Regions from separate parts of the Mus musculus genome. Here region 2 is linked to region 1. The links are chromatin contacts, called in public HiChIP or PLAC-seq maps. All regions are on one chromosome and are shown on one strand. Each heading gives the region's core, a stretch centred on a gene start, on an enhancer-like site or on the middle of the called end of the contact. The rest is flanking DNA. Distances are from core to core; before and after follow the strand shown. Region 1 has its middle 41 kb from the start of Gm40931. Region 2 overlaps Jarid2 (jumonji, AT rich interactive domain 2).

Evidence for each region. HiChIP or PLAC-seq counts read pairs in DNA pulled down with a chosen protein or histone mark.
Region 2: a contact with region 1 is called in an H3K27ac HiChIP or PLAC-seq map of embryonic stem cells, with 5 read pairs. The contact joins two enhancer-like sites.

The regions. Positions count from the first base shown.
Region 1 is chr13:44,674,660-44,681,499 of GRCm38.p6, forward strand. No RefSeq gene overlaps it. Among named protein-coding and RNA genes, the nearest start is that of Gm40931, 41 kb to the left of the region's middle. Within about 2 kb of position 3,787, at least 15 of the 459 cell types and tissues checked have an H3K27ac peak or open chromatin away from gene starts, as enhancers often do. A contact at or near this core is called in embryonic stem cells, where this site is marked.
Region 2 is chr13:44,845,120-44,851,959 of GRCm38.p6, forward strand. It overlaps Jarid2 (jumonji, AT rich interactive domain 2), which reads left to right. Exons shown (of 18, transcript NM_001205043.1): 3 at 3,161-3,302. Among named protein-coding and RNA genes, the nearest start is that of Jarid2, 120 kb to the left of the region's middle. Within about 2 kb of position 3,147, at least 4 of the 459 cell types and tissues checked have an H3K27ac peak or open chromatin away from gene starts, as enhancers often do. A contact at or near this core is called in embryonic stem cells, where this site is marked.

The DNA.
Region 1 (6,840 bases), core at 2,537-5,036:
CTTCTCCCTCTCCCCCTCCCCTTTCCTTCTCTCTTTCCTGTGAACACAATGTAACTAGCCTTCTCACACCTCATTCAAGTTAGCTCTCCCTGCCTACATTTTGTGTCATTGTGGGGACTGAGCTGAAATACATCCTTCTTTCCTTAAGTTGCATTCCTCAGGTCTGTAGTCACAAGATGGGGGGGGGGGGAGGGGGAGGGAGGAGACGAAGAAGAAGAAGAAGAAGAAGAAGAAGAAGAAGAAGAGGAGGAGGAGGAGGAGGAGGAGGAGGAGGAGGAGGAGGAGGAGGAGGAGGAGGAGGAGGAGGAGGAGGAGGAGAAAGAACTAGAAGCCAGGGAGGCAGCTCAGTGTGCAAAATCACACGCCGGGAGCTTGACCACCAAGACCAATTTCAGGAAACCAGATAAAACAGCCAGTGACTGACAATGGTGCAGGTCTATAATCCTGGCATTCCGAGACAGAACTATCCCAAAGCTAGCAGGCTAGTAGCCTTGAGGGCGAGGCACAGCAAAAGGATCAAGAGAGATCTTACCTTAACAAGATAGAAGGTGAGGACCGACATAATTCATTAAATAATTGTTTTGTTCTAAAGAAAGGTCAGAGTGCAGCTTTCAGGGGTCACTTCTCTCCTTTCTACACAAGGGGGTCCCAGGGATCAAACTCAGGTAGGTCATCAGGTTTGGTGGCAAATGTTCTGCCCAGAGTCACCTCCTCAGCCCTGTGTTTGCTTTGATACAAGGCCTCATACATTCCAGGAATTCTGGGGATACAAGGCCTTACACTTGATATGTTGGAGAGAATGACCTTGAACTTCGGATCCTCATGCTTCTCCCTCCAGGTTACTGCAATTACAGGCAGGGGCCACCACACCTCGTTTTATAGGGTGCTGGGTATTGAACTCAAGGCTTCGAGAATGGTAGGGGAAAACCTCTACAGGCTGAGCTATATTGTAAGCCCCTGGTTTTATTGTGGCTATTGCTTCTTAAGTGTCTCTTGCATTCTTCCTCTATTTCCTTTCTGGAGGATTCATTGCTTTTGTTAAAATGCAGCCAGCAACTTATCTGAGAGCTGTAAGACTTTTCCTATATTCTAAACTCTCAGTAGTTTGTGAATTGGGAAGGTGGGGAGGAGAGGAATCAAATAATAGAAGAAGACTAGGATAAATTATATTCAGTAGAATTTAGAGAGCTAGAAATAAAATAGCCCTCTCCACTTTATGACTGCTCTCCTTGGGCTGGTGAGATGGCTCAGCGGCTAAGAGCACTGACTGCTCTTCCGAAGGTCCTGAGTTCAAATCCCAGCAACCACACCATGGCTCACAACCATTTGTACAGCTATGGTGTACTCATATACATGAATAAATAGATAAATCTTTAATTTAAAAAAAGAATGATTGTTCTCCTTAACATCTGTTGAGGGACTTTTTCTGACCAAGGGGCTTGTCAGTATCAATGAGGAGAGACACCTTCTTCTGGGTTCTAGAATGTACGGTTATTGAAATGGAGATTTACCAAAGGGCAGAAAGAAAGAGACGCTTCAGAGCAAGACAACAGAATTGAAGTGTGGAGTGGCCCTTGGCTCTCCTTTGAAGCCTCTCATCACCAGGATCAAACAAGTAGCTCAAGGCCTCCGGTTCTCTATGTACATTTAGGAGTCGATTCTGAGGTTAGGACTGTGAAGTTTACTGTTGCTTTCAAGCGGGAGGTATTGCCTTCACCTGGTCTGTTCCTCAAGGAAAGAAGAAATGCCCCGCCAGGTGTGAAGCTATTTTCAGCCTGACCACTGCGTTAGGCAGACTTGGCACAAGGAGCAAACCTTTTGAGCAGCCGGCGTTGCTTCCCACCATGATTGCGCACACGTGTCAATGTGCAAGCATCTATGGCACAGCGTGCGATTCTCAGGCAAAGCACACATGCTCAGTGTGACTGGGATATACTATCTTGGCCACAGTCAGCACAGTCACTGTTGATATGGCTGTGGTCATTTCAGTGACCCCCCCCCACCCCCCCACCCCCGCAATGCCCTAGCTCATGGGAGTGGCAAAGCTTTCCCCTCCCCAGGCAGACTCAGAGCAACCACCAAGCCCAGCCCGCCTCTGGTCCAGGCGCTTCCCAAACAAACCAACCCAGAGTCTTTCTATGTAGTCCAGGCTGTCCCAGAGCTCCCTGTTTGAGACTAGCTTTGAACTCCTGCTGATCCCCCTGCCTCTGCCTTCCTCTCAAGTGCTGGGATTAAAATTGTGAGCCATCTTAGCCGGTTCTCCTAGTCCAGCTGTATACTACAAACCCTTCCTTCTTCTTTATCTGCATGTAATGAGATGTCAGTTGTATCCAGTAAGCCTGACTCCAAGTTCAATTGAACATGATAAACATGCAGAGTATGTGGAGGATGTGGCTCCTCCACCAGAGAACGCAGTCCACCTGCTCCTAGTTTTTCTGTGTGTCTGTCCGTTTGTCCTTTTATCATTCTCTCAGGTGCCCAGTCAGGTCCATTCCTGGAGCCATGCAAAGACATGATACCTTCCCTCCCCACCTCCAACCCCAGACTGCTCTCAGGCTATTTACTCTACTCCTTCTTCCTCTGCCTTCCAAGTGTGAGCATCACAGATGTGAGCCACCATGTCTGGTGCTCTTTCTTTCCTTTTCATATAGTTCCTTTCACTATTCAATACACAGAATCTTTCCTTTAAAAAAAAAAAGACTTATTTATTTTATTTATATGAGTACACTGTAGTTGTCTCCCGACACACACCAGAACAGGGCATCGGATCCCATTACAGTTGGTTGTGAGCCACCATGTGGTTGTGGTTGCTAGGAACTGAACTCAGGACCTCTGGAAGAGCAGTCAGTTCCACAGAATCTTTTTTAGGAAACACAATTTTGTGGAAGTTTTAAAAGGAAGTATGAGTCACAGAGAGAGAGAGAGAGACAGAGAGAGGGAGAGAGAAAGTTTGTGTGTGTGTGTGTGTGTGTGTGTGTGTGCTCACGCGCACGTGTTGTGTCTCCTGTAAGAAAGAATGTGTTTGAGGGTGAACAGCCTATGCATTTAGGGGAACAGAAGTCCACACAACACCAGATGCCGTCTTCTCTCTCATCTTTCCATAAACAAACAAAAACAGCTGGGATTAAAGGCATGTGCCAGACTTATTGTTATTTTTTAAGGTTTATTTTATTTTTAATTATGTTTATTTCTACATGAGTGCAGTTCCCTGAGGATGCTAAAAGAGGGGTGTGAAGTCCCCTGGAGCTAGAATTACAGTTGGGAACTGCCCAACTTGGGAGTTGGGAATTGTCTTCTGTGAGAGCAGGACTTGCTCTTAATCCTTGATCCATCTCCAGACCTATCAACTACTTCTCAGCCCTGGTTATTCCTCCAAGGCACCCAGCTTTCTTGGTGGTGGGGAAACAGAATCTCATAATGTAGCCCTGGTTGCCCTGGAACTCTTTCTGAAGACCATACTGGCCTTGAACTCAGAGTTAGGTGTGGAGAACTTTGTGGGCTGAGGCTAGGAATTTGACCTTGGGCCAGGACGAGGAAGTAAGTAGGCTCAGGCAAGAATTTGACTTTGGGCTAGGACAAGGAAGTAGACTCCAGATCTTGATGATCTTGATAAGTTCCGGAATACCTAGGGACTTGGTTTATTGCCTTATTCCTTGACCTAGAACTGACCTTATTCTTTGCATGTACTTAGAAAGTCATAAAAGCAGGCTGGAGAAAGATAAACCCGCTCCAGCCTCAGCAGTGGCTGGAGTCATGCTGTCCAATTGTCTTTTTCTTTTCAACCCTTGCTCCCTCCCTTGAGACCTGGTTGGCTGACTGAGCTGACTTGGTCAGACAAGAATGCCTCAGATTTTAGTCTTGCTGAGATTAAAATCAAACCCTCACACCCAGCATTTTCCTGGGTGTTGGAGATCTGAACTCAGGTTGTAAAGCTTACTCAACAAGTCCTTTCTTTACCTAATGAGCCACCTCCCCAGCCTCCTAGGAAAGGTTTTTTTCTTTTTTGCAAGCAAATACTCTGTACTTATAAATGCCACATTTGTTTCTTCAAGGTTGTCTATAAACAAATCTGGCAATTTCTTTTCTTTCTTTTTTTTAATGTATCTTTATTTAATGTGCATTGGTGTTTTACCTTCATGAACGGCTGTGTGAGGGTGTCAGATTTTGGAGTTACTAGGAGGTGTAAGCTGCTATGTGGGTGCTGGTAGTTGAAGCCGGGTCCTCTGGAAGAGTAGTCAGTGCTCTTAACCACTGAACCATCTCCGGGCCAGCGATTTCTTTCTTTTTTTGGTTTTTCGAGACAGGGTTTCTCTGTGTAACCCTGGCTGTCCTGGAACTCACTCTGTAGACCAGGCTGGCCTGGAACTCAGAAATTTGCCTGCCTCTGCCTCCCAAGTGCTGGGATTAAAGAAGTGTACCACCACTGCCTGGCACAATTTCTTTTTCTGTAATAAAAAAATAAAAAAAATAAAAGTTTTTTTTCTTCTGCTTTGACCCGTCCAGCAGGTCCAGTTATTCAAGGGTCTCGAGGGGACCTTCTCCTAAGAACCAAATGGGGGGTAGAGAGAGACGAGGGTCTTGTGCGAATAACGACACGGAAACGTCCTGAATTGTGTCAGACCCCAAATATATTAGCCAGGCCGAGGTTTAAATGCACAAGCAAAAGGGGAAGTGCCTTTCAGCAGGAGGAATGGGGCAGAGGAAATGCACCTCAGCAGGAGGGATGGGGCAGCGGAAAATTTTCTTTTGGCGACTACAAGGGGAAGCAGGAACTTGGCGGTATCAGGGTACATCTTGAGGTCAGGACATCCAGAGCTGACTTAGGGCTGGAACAATCTGTGGTTGTTCTTGGAGCGGTGTGTCCGGTGGCCTGCTTTTGACCCCCTTTTCTTCTGGGGGGGGGGGGAGAGGCCCAATTCAGAGATCAGGACAATTGTGTTGTCTTAATAGCTCCCAACACTGCTTCTTTGTTGCTGTTGTTTGGTTTTTTTTTTTTTCCTTCCTTCCTTCCCTCTTCCTTTGTTTTAGAGAAAGGGTCCTTGGAACTTGCCATATACAAAAGACTTCCCTCAAAGCTATAGAAACCCACCTTCCAGCCGGGCGTGGTGGCGCATGCCTTTAATCCCAGCACTTGGGAGGCAGAGGCAGGCGGATTTCTGAGTTCGAGGCCAGCCTGGTCTACAAAGTGAGTTCCAGGACAGCCAGGGCTACACAGAGAAATCCTGTCTCGAAAAACCAAAAAAAAAAAAAAAAAAAGAAAAGAAAGAAACCCACCTTCCTCTGTCTCCTGAGTGTTAGGAATAAGTAAAGGTATATACCACCATGCTCAGCTTTAATTTTTTTTTTAATATTTCTTTATCTTGTGTGTAGATAGATGTGTTCTGGTGTACATGTGGGCCTGCCTAGGCACACGTAGATGTCAGAGGACAACTTGAAGGAATACTTCTCTTTTTGTACAACTTTGTGGGTGATCCCAAATACCAACACACCTTTACCTGCTGAGCCATCCACCCATTTTTACTTCTTCCTTTTCCACACCTCTCTTTAAAAAGACAAAACATTATTCACACAAACATCTCTTAGTAACACTTTCCAGCCAGAGGAGCTCTGTAGGCTACAAAGTCTGTCGTGATTAACCTTCCTTGAATAAAACTTTAGGGACCTGCTTTGAACCCACAAAAGAAATTAAATGCACAGTTAAGGCTGATTTTCATCATCAAGATGCGTCAGGGAATTGTTCTTAAAGCCGTCTCCTGCTGCCTTCATTAAAGTCTTGATCTCCTGTTTCAAATTTATATTCCTTTGTGGGTTTAAGGCAGATATTGGATATCCTTTTAATCTATATTTATTAGGCAAGCGATTGATGAATCTGATTCCATCACAAATCCATGCACAGTGTTTTTGTTGGCCGCCCTGCTGGAAGTCTTAAGAGAATAAAATAAATGGCCGTTATTCACAGAGTAAGTGGAAAACAAAGCCGTTCAAGCTAAATACATGTACCACCCCCTACCCCCATCCCCCTATCTCACCCCACCCCCACCCCCCACCCCACCCCATGGTGGCAAAGACCTGCAATCCCAGGATTTGGATATGTTGAAAACTCGAGAAGGTCAAGAGTGGCCTTGTGTCTCCCATGGACCTCCCCACAAAGGCTTCCCTTCACAGCTAGGATCCTTCTGGACAGGAAGAGGAGACAGAGGCCAGTCTGGAGCCTGCTCTGTTCTATATCACAGAGGAGCTAAACCTTTGCAAACGCCCTCCCTCAGACGTCCCTATCTCTGGCATTCTGCTATGCTCAGCTATGGAACGCCCTGGGAAGAGACTTGGGGAACCTGCTGGAGAAAGACAGACGTCAGAGTCTTTCTCCTCTCTTCCTCTCTGGTGTGAGCAGCATCGTGGGCACATGAAGGCACGCGTGGCCTGTCGTGGCAATTCCCACCCAGCAGCCATTTGGCAAGGGGAGACTAGGAAAGTTTGCAAACCAGTTTCTTGTGCATGACTCAGAGAAGATTAGGTGATGGGTGCAGATGGGATCTGAAACCAGCCAGCACAGAGGACCCAAAGGACTCGTGGGCAGAGAGTGACAGTTAACTCAAACTCCGCATTAGGTATTTCCCCCTGTTCACAAGACCCGTTGCCAAATCTCCTTACCCTGAATTGGAAACAGATGTCTGGTAACTGTGGATCCTTGCATGAGTTACAGGAGGAGACTGCTGTCAGTGGATACACACTGGACCTGTTGGGGTATGAATGCCTATTGGCCAGACCTTCATGGGGGAAGTGAGGGGGCACATTAGGCATTCTTGGTGCCAGGCCTGGAACCCAGTTTTTGTTGTTGAT
Region 2 (6,840 bases), core at 1,897-4,396, 170 kb after region 1:
AAGGAAATAAATTGGGAATGAATGCTCTATTTAAGCATATTGATGAGGAAACTTAAAAATGAGTATAATTTTCTGAATGATTTTTATACGGAATGGAAGTATTGAAATTGAAAATATTGAACATGCACAGAATACAATCAGCTCTGCTCCCTCTTTAAGGTTCTTTTTCAAACACTACCTCTATGTTGCTCTCTCTAGTTCAGGTTCCTCTCATTGTATGACTTGGAAGGTGAAAAGCTGGGAGTGCCCTGAAGGTACGAGTTTGATGAGGCCAGTGGATAGTGGAGCCCCCATTTCTATTGCATTAATGATTCAGACTTCCCTTAGGATCAGAATAGCTTTATTCCTCCTTACTTCCCACTGAGTGCTTAATTTCTGCTAAAATTCTAAGAGAGATCGCATACCATTTCCCTATGCATTCTCCTAATAGTTTGCTTTTGGGTAGAGGCCATTTTAAGGCATTTTGTACTTTAGATGTGTACTTTCTTCCCTAAGTTCTTTCCTACTGTGCTTGTTGGCTTGGGTTTTTTGTTTTGTTCGGTTTATATTTATCCTTTTATCTGATTCTTGGAAGCCTCTCGACAGAACTATTGAGAAAAGTTATCTAAAATTCGCTGGTTATGAAGACCACTCTGAATTGTTACCTATAATTATAGTCAGTTGCCTGGGTTCTTCTTTTCTTGTTCAAGTTTACTCCAGCTTAGTAGTAGCTCAGGAACAATAGGTCTTCCATTAACTGACATTAGTCATGGATTCCAACTAGCATTACCTCACCTGGGAACAGTAGTGCAGAATTGAGCACATGTGCATCTGGGACATGTTCAAATTGGACAAGTTCTTTCTGTGTGGAGTTCCTGGTAAAGCAGGAATAAAGCTTCCAATGTGTTCTAAAGGACCTTCCTCAGTGTCAGTAGCCTGTCTTCTGATCACTTCTTACCCATCCCCACCTAGTTTGTATCCCATGGTTCCTTAGTTTCTTTCCATTATCCAATTAGAGTTGCATCGTAGTTTCCTATTAGATTTTTATTTATGTGTTGGTGATTTGCACTGATTTCCATTCACTAGCTTTTTCCTATCACTTGTTCCTTACTTGATGTGTAAAGTCTTTATGACCATATATGTGTTGTGTTCTTTGCTTGTATATCCTAAAGTCAATATAGTAGACATTTTGAAAACTTTTCACCCTTTTTTTCTGATGAATTTTCCTGTGTGTGTGTGTGTGTGTGTGTGTGTGTGTGTACACTATTTAATCATAATAAAAAATAGGTATACTACAATTGGAGGTGGGATATCAAAATTTTATTTCCGAGTCTTTCCCTTTTCTTGCTAAGATATTGAACCAGACTTCACTGCTGAACTATATTCTGGCCCCAGTCACATTTCTTTTTTTTTTTTTCCTTTTTTTTTTTTTTTTATGATTGCTTTTCTTTTTTTCCATTTTTTATTAGGTATTTAGCTCATTTACATTTCCAATGCTATACCAAAAGTCCCCCATAGCCACCCACCCCCACCCCCACTCCCCTACCCACCCACTCCCCCTTTTTGGCCCTGGCGTTCCCCTGTACTGGGGCATATAAAGTTTGCATGTCCAATGGGACTCTCTTTCCAGTGATGGCCGACTAGGCCATCTTTTGATACATATGCAGCTAGAGTCAAGAGCTCCGGGGTACTGGTTAGTTCATATTGATTCTTACGTTTGCCTTTCGCCATCTGGTAATCTCTGAAGCTAGCTGTTATAGTTGTCTCTGTTAAGAGCTTGTTCTTCAGGTGACCCTGTTAGCCTCTATAAGCAGACCTGGGAGGGTAGCTCTCTCCTTAGTTTGAGTGGGCAGAGTATTCTCTGCAGGCAAGCTCTCTTCTTGCAGGGAGGGTACCCAGATATCTGGTGTTCGAACCGGACTCCTGGCAGGAGTTGTGTTCCACTCACTAGAGGTCTTAGGATCCCGTGGGGAATCCTGTGTGGGCCCTTGCGGGTGTCGGGCTCATCCGCTGGCAAGGTACCTCGGGGCGCGAGTGGAGCGGAAGGGGCTTGTGCCCCAGGTCAGGCCCGGGTAGTCCACTTCCCTATTTACCGCAGTCTCAGGTTCCGCGCGATTGGATTGGGGCAGGGGCTGTGTTCCACTCACCCGAGGTCTTAGGATCCCATGGGGAATCCTGTGTGGGCCCTTGCGTGGGCGCCTCCGCTGGCAAGGTACCTCGGGGCGCGAGTGGAGCGGAAGGGCCCCAGTCACATTTCTAATGGTGTTGGAAATCATATTTGTATAATTCCAGTATTGGTGTGCCAATGTACTGCTAATAGAAATGATATTTTGGATAAATATACAATTTTTTTTTTTTAGATTTGCAAAGAACATTGAAACAAGTAGGCAAAATTAGGAACCATTAACATCATTTAATCCTTTCTGCTGTTATATTTGGTGATTGCTGCTTCTGGGATCCTGTGGTGGACCTTTCCATGTTTGTGTCCACAGGAGTGCATCCATGGTAGTGTGTATATACGCATCAGGACTTCAGATCTAGAGAGCAATTGTTCTTTGACTAGGTCTGAGACAAGACTGGGTACAAGCTACGTTGTTAAGGGCTCTATTTGGGTTTCCAGTTTGCCTCTAAGATGTGTTTATGATGTTTCTGTGGGTAGCTGGTATTGGTCAATTTTTGTTATAAAGTAAATATTTACCAGTTGGTAGCTATTTAGAAATGACTCATTGGGTTTTTATGATAATTGTCACATCTTTTCTAGCCTTGAGGCACAAGAGATGTTCAAAATAAAACGTACTTTAGTCAGGTCTCTATCTAATAGGTAGCATCTTAGATGCTGAAACAATAGGATCACTCACTCAGGTCAGACTGCATTGAGATCCTTTCTCTGTATCAAAACCCGATCCAGCTCCCCCCCCCCCCCCCTCTCTCTCTCTCTCTCACACACACACACCCCAGCACTCACGCGTGCGCCTGCCTGTCTGTCTTGAATTTCCTTGTTAATTGTTTCCTTCTTAAGCTTTTGATTCTCTTATGGAGTGAGGCTAATTTTTCTTACCCCCTTTAAAGGATTGTATGTGTATGTAAGTTTTCTGTCCTTGTCAGCTTGGGCACAGGGTAGAAGGAAAAGTGCTGCTCTGATGTAATGTGTTTAAGTGTTTGTCCCTTTTCTCACCTGTAGGGCTTCTTGGTAATGCCCAGGCTAAGGCACTAGGACCAGCCTCAGAGCAGTCAGAGAACGAGAAGGATGATGCCTCCCAAGTGTCCTCTACTAGCAACGATGTTAGTTCTTCAGATTTTGAAGAAGGGCCGTCGAGGAAAAGGTTAGTACCCAAGCATTAGTGAATAAATACATCATGGGGCAGGGACTGTCAATTCAGTTGCTAATGCTTGCCACATGGGAGCAAGTGTGAATCTACCACAGGAGTCAGAACTAAAGCTTTCCCAGTAACAATCCTCAAAAACAAAGATGGATAAAAGTCATTAATGGCCCGGGTGAAATTTGTTCCTGCCTGTGACACCATGCTGGCCAGAAGAGGGAATCCGATATTATTACAGATGGTTGTGAGCCACTATGTGGTACTGAGAATTGAACTCAAGGACCCCTGGAATAGCAGCCAATCCCCCCTTCCCTCTTTTTTTGTTTATTTTGTTTTTTGGTTTTTGTTTTTTTTCGAGACAGGGTTTCTCTGTATAGCCCTGGCTGTCCTGGAACTCACTCTGTAGACCAGGCTGGTCTCAATCTCAGAAATCTGTCTGCCTCTGCCTCCCAGGTGCTGGGATTAAAGGCGTGCGTCACCATTGCCCTGCTGCAGCCAATCCTCTTAACAGCTGAATTATTTCATGAGCCCATCAAATTTATTCTTAATCAGCAGCTGTTTTGAAATCTGTATTAAATGCGTTTTTGTCATTTCTGAAGAGATTTCTTTCCCAAAATGATAGAGACTTCCTGTGGTATTATTAGCAAATAATTGTTCTTGTCATGAAAATATTAATTTACTGTCTACAACCTTAATATGTCTGATTTTAACCAAACTGTTTTTATATGATTTTTCTACATAATTTAAGATAGTTCAGTAAGGTGGTAGGTAGGCTAATGCTATTTTAAGATTTGTGGCAGTGAAATTACATAACGGTTCCAACTGGGTCTTTAAAGATCTCTTTGCTAGCAACCACCCTATTTTATGTCTTATTGTCCACCCCCTTTAAAATTTACTTTTAAATTTGCATTTGATCTTTATGACTATAATTTTGCAATGCAGGTGGTCAGAATTGAACTCAGGACCTTTGGAAGAACAATCAGTTCTCTTAACTGCTGAGGCATCTCTTTAGCCCCTATGACTATATTTTAAAAGGAAAAAGTTCCCTTGGTTTGAACTTCTTTTCTTGGTTGATTCATCTTGACTATAATGACCCTTTGGAAACAATTTAGATGTCTATCTTTAATGAAGTACAGAGAAAAATTAGGTGAAGGAAATTAGCCATGATTTGTGCTTGCAAGTTGAGATGCATAGCTCAAATTCTGGTTTTGCCTTCCTTTCCTTGGTGTCTAATAGCATATGGTCTATGTTGGGTCTGTATAATAACTTCTCCTAGTCATTGTCTTTAACCTCTCAATAGTGTCTCACATTGCTGTTTTGTATGTTAGCAGATTTAAACACACACCAGAGGCGTCGTGTCATTATACTAGGCCTGTACTTTTCTATGACGAACCTTTTACTGTATACCATAAGGAGCCTCTTTCCCCATTTGTAAAGGGAACCATCACTAGAACTGAAGGCTGGAAAAACTAGTCGCTTCAGTAGATACATTGGAATGTGTGATAGTATCTGTGCTTTTTAGCATGGGTGGTATTCATGTCCCTGACATCAGCTTTCACCTGCATTTGGAGAGTGCATTTTTTGAGTCAATGGTTATATAATGGTTAAATAATGGTTATATAATGGTTATATATTCACTATTGTGTGACTGACCATCCACCCCTCCCAGTGTCTCATTCTCTTGGATGACAGTGATGGTGGCCTTTTCTTTTTGTTGGTGCACTCGAGTGCTAAGTAGTTATTTAATCTGAATTTATAGGACAGTAGAAATAGGAAATAACTTTGTAGAGTTAAGATTTAATTAGTGCAAATCTTTTTCTATTGCATTAAATAGTGCTCCACTGTTGCAGGGTGCTAGAGCTGGTTTAGCAGAACAGAGCTCTTGTTCTCTTGTAGAGGACCCAGGCCTGATTCTCAGCACCCATATGGAATGGCTCAGAACCACCTGTCACTCCAGGTTCAGGGATCTGGCTTATGCCCGTGGTAGCTTACTCACACGCAGGGAAAGCATTCATACACATAAAAGTAAACTTTTTAAAAAATCAAAGCAAAAGATTTCATTGTCGCAAATGAAAAAGGAAGGCGGGAGAGTAGAATTAATTACAGTATCAGTTCGAGCTAACAGTCAAACTCTTTTAGTAAAACTTATTAGGTATGTGTGGCTTATGGTTAGATAGGTAATACTGGCTTTTTATCACTTTTGCAAAAAGTGATTTTATTTTTAAATTACATGTATGGGTGTGTCTTTGTGGGTTGTGTACATGAGTTGTAGAAGCTGATTGTTGGATCTCTCTGTAATGGAGGCCATCTGATTTGGTGCTGTGAATCGAATTTGAGTCTTCCGAAAGAGCAGTACATGCTTTTAATTGTTCAGCCATTTACTTAGCCCCTAATTATGCTAGTGTGAGACACACTCAAAGTTGGATTATAGACTTGAATCTGTTAGTTTTACAGTGTGAAGAAATACTTTGTTTTGGTTTTGTTCTGTATTTAGTGGGTTGTCTTTGGCTTTTTTTTTTTTTTTTTTTTAATTAGAATAGATGAATTGGAATTCCTGCAGATTGTCATCGTATTTGATATTTAGAATTTCTGGGACAAAAATTCTCAACCCTAAAAGTCCAGGGTCATGATATATATATATATATATATATATATATATATATATATGCATGCTTTGTAGTTAACTTTTTTTTTTTCTGATCTGAATTGTGGTGATTGATAGCTTATCCTTTTACCATTTAGTTACTGCTACTGTGTGAATGGTCTTAGTTAACCTGTTTTCACTTATGTTAGGGAAAGAAAACAGTAAGTAGAGGAGAGTGAGGTCGTGCTGTTGACTCATTCTAGAGTCTATATGCATTTGAATGCATTTTACCCATGAAGAACAATATTTGTAATGATAATTCTTACATACTACAAAAATTGTCTGTTGTTTAAGATGACCTTGTGCTCTGTAACATTCTCTTTGAGAAATCAGGTTAAGCTGTATATACTCAGTATACTTGTGCCATAGTTGGTCCCTGATATAGTTAGAAGGTAGAAGGTAGAAAATAGTAGACCGTGTGGTTCTTTCTGAGTCTGTATCATTCCTATTTCAAAAGCCCGATATGTTCCTTTTATCCTGTCCATTCAAGATATCATTGAAGCCAGTCTTCATGGAAGACAAAGCTGCCCTGGAGTTTTCTGCTCCTTTGGGCAGTGGGCAGTGTTTTCAAATGAAGGCTGGACACTTGCAATACAACTGAGTGCTCCTGTGGGGTTTTTGTTTATATGTTAATTAATTGAAAGAGGTTGTTCAGGCTGTCTTTGACCCTGCCCTCAGCCTTCCCAGCAGTGTAATTAGTTATGTGTCCTTATTCTTGACCTTCCACCCCCTTCCTTTTTTTAATGGGTGATATTTATAATATACATCAGAGTTTTCTGTTCGTGTATTTGTTTACGTTCAAAAAAATTGATGATGACCCTGCTTAGACCTTTCCCTTAAGCTGTCTGTCTCATTCCTTCAGGCAGTCTTGTGGAGGAAACATTTTCAAGTGTTTCA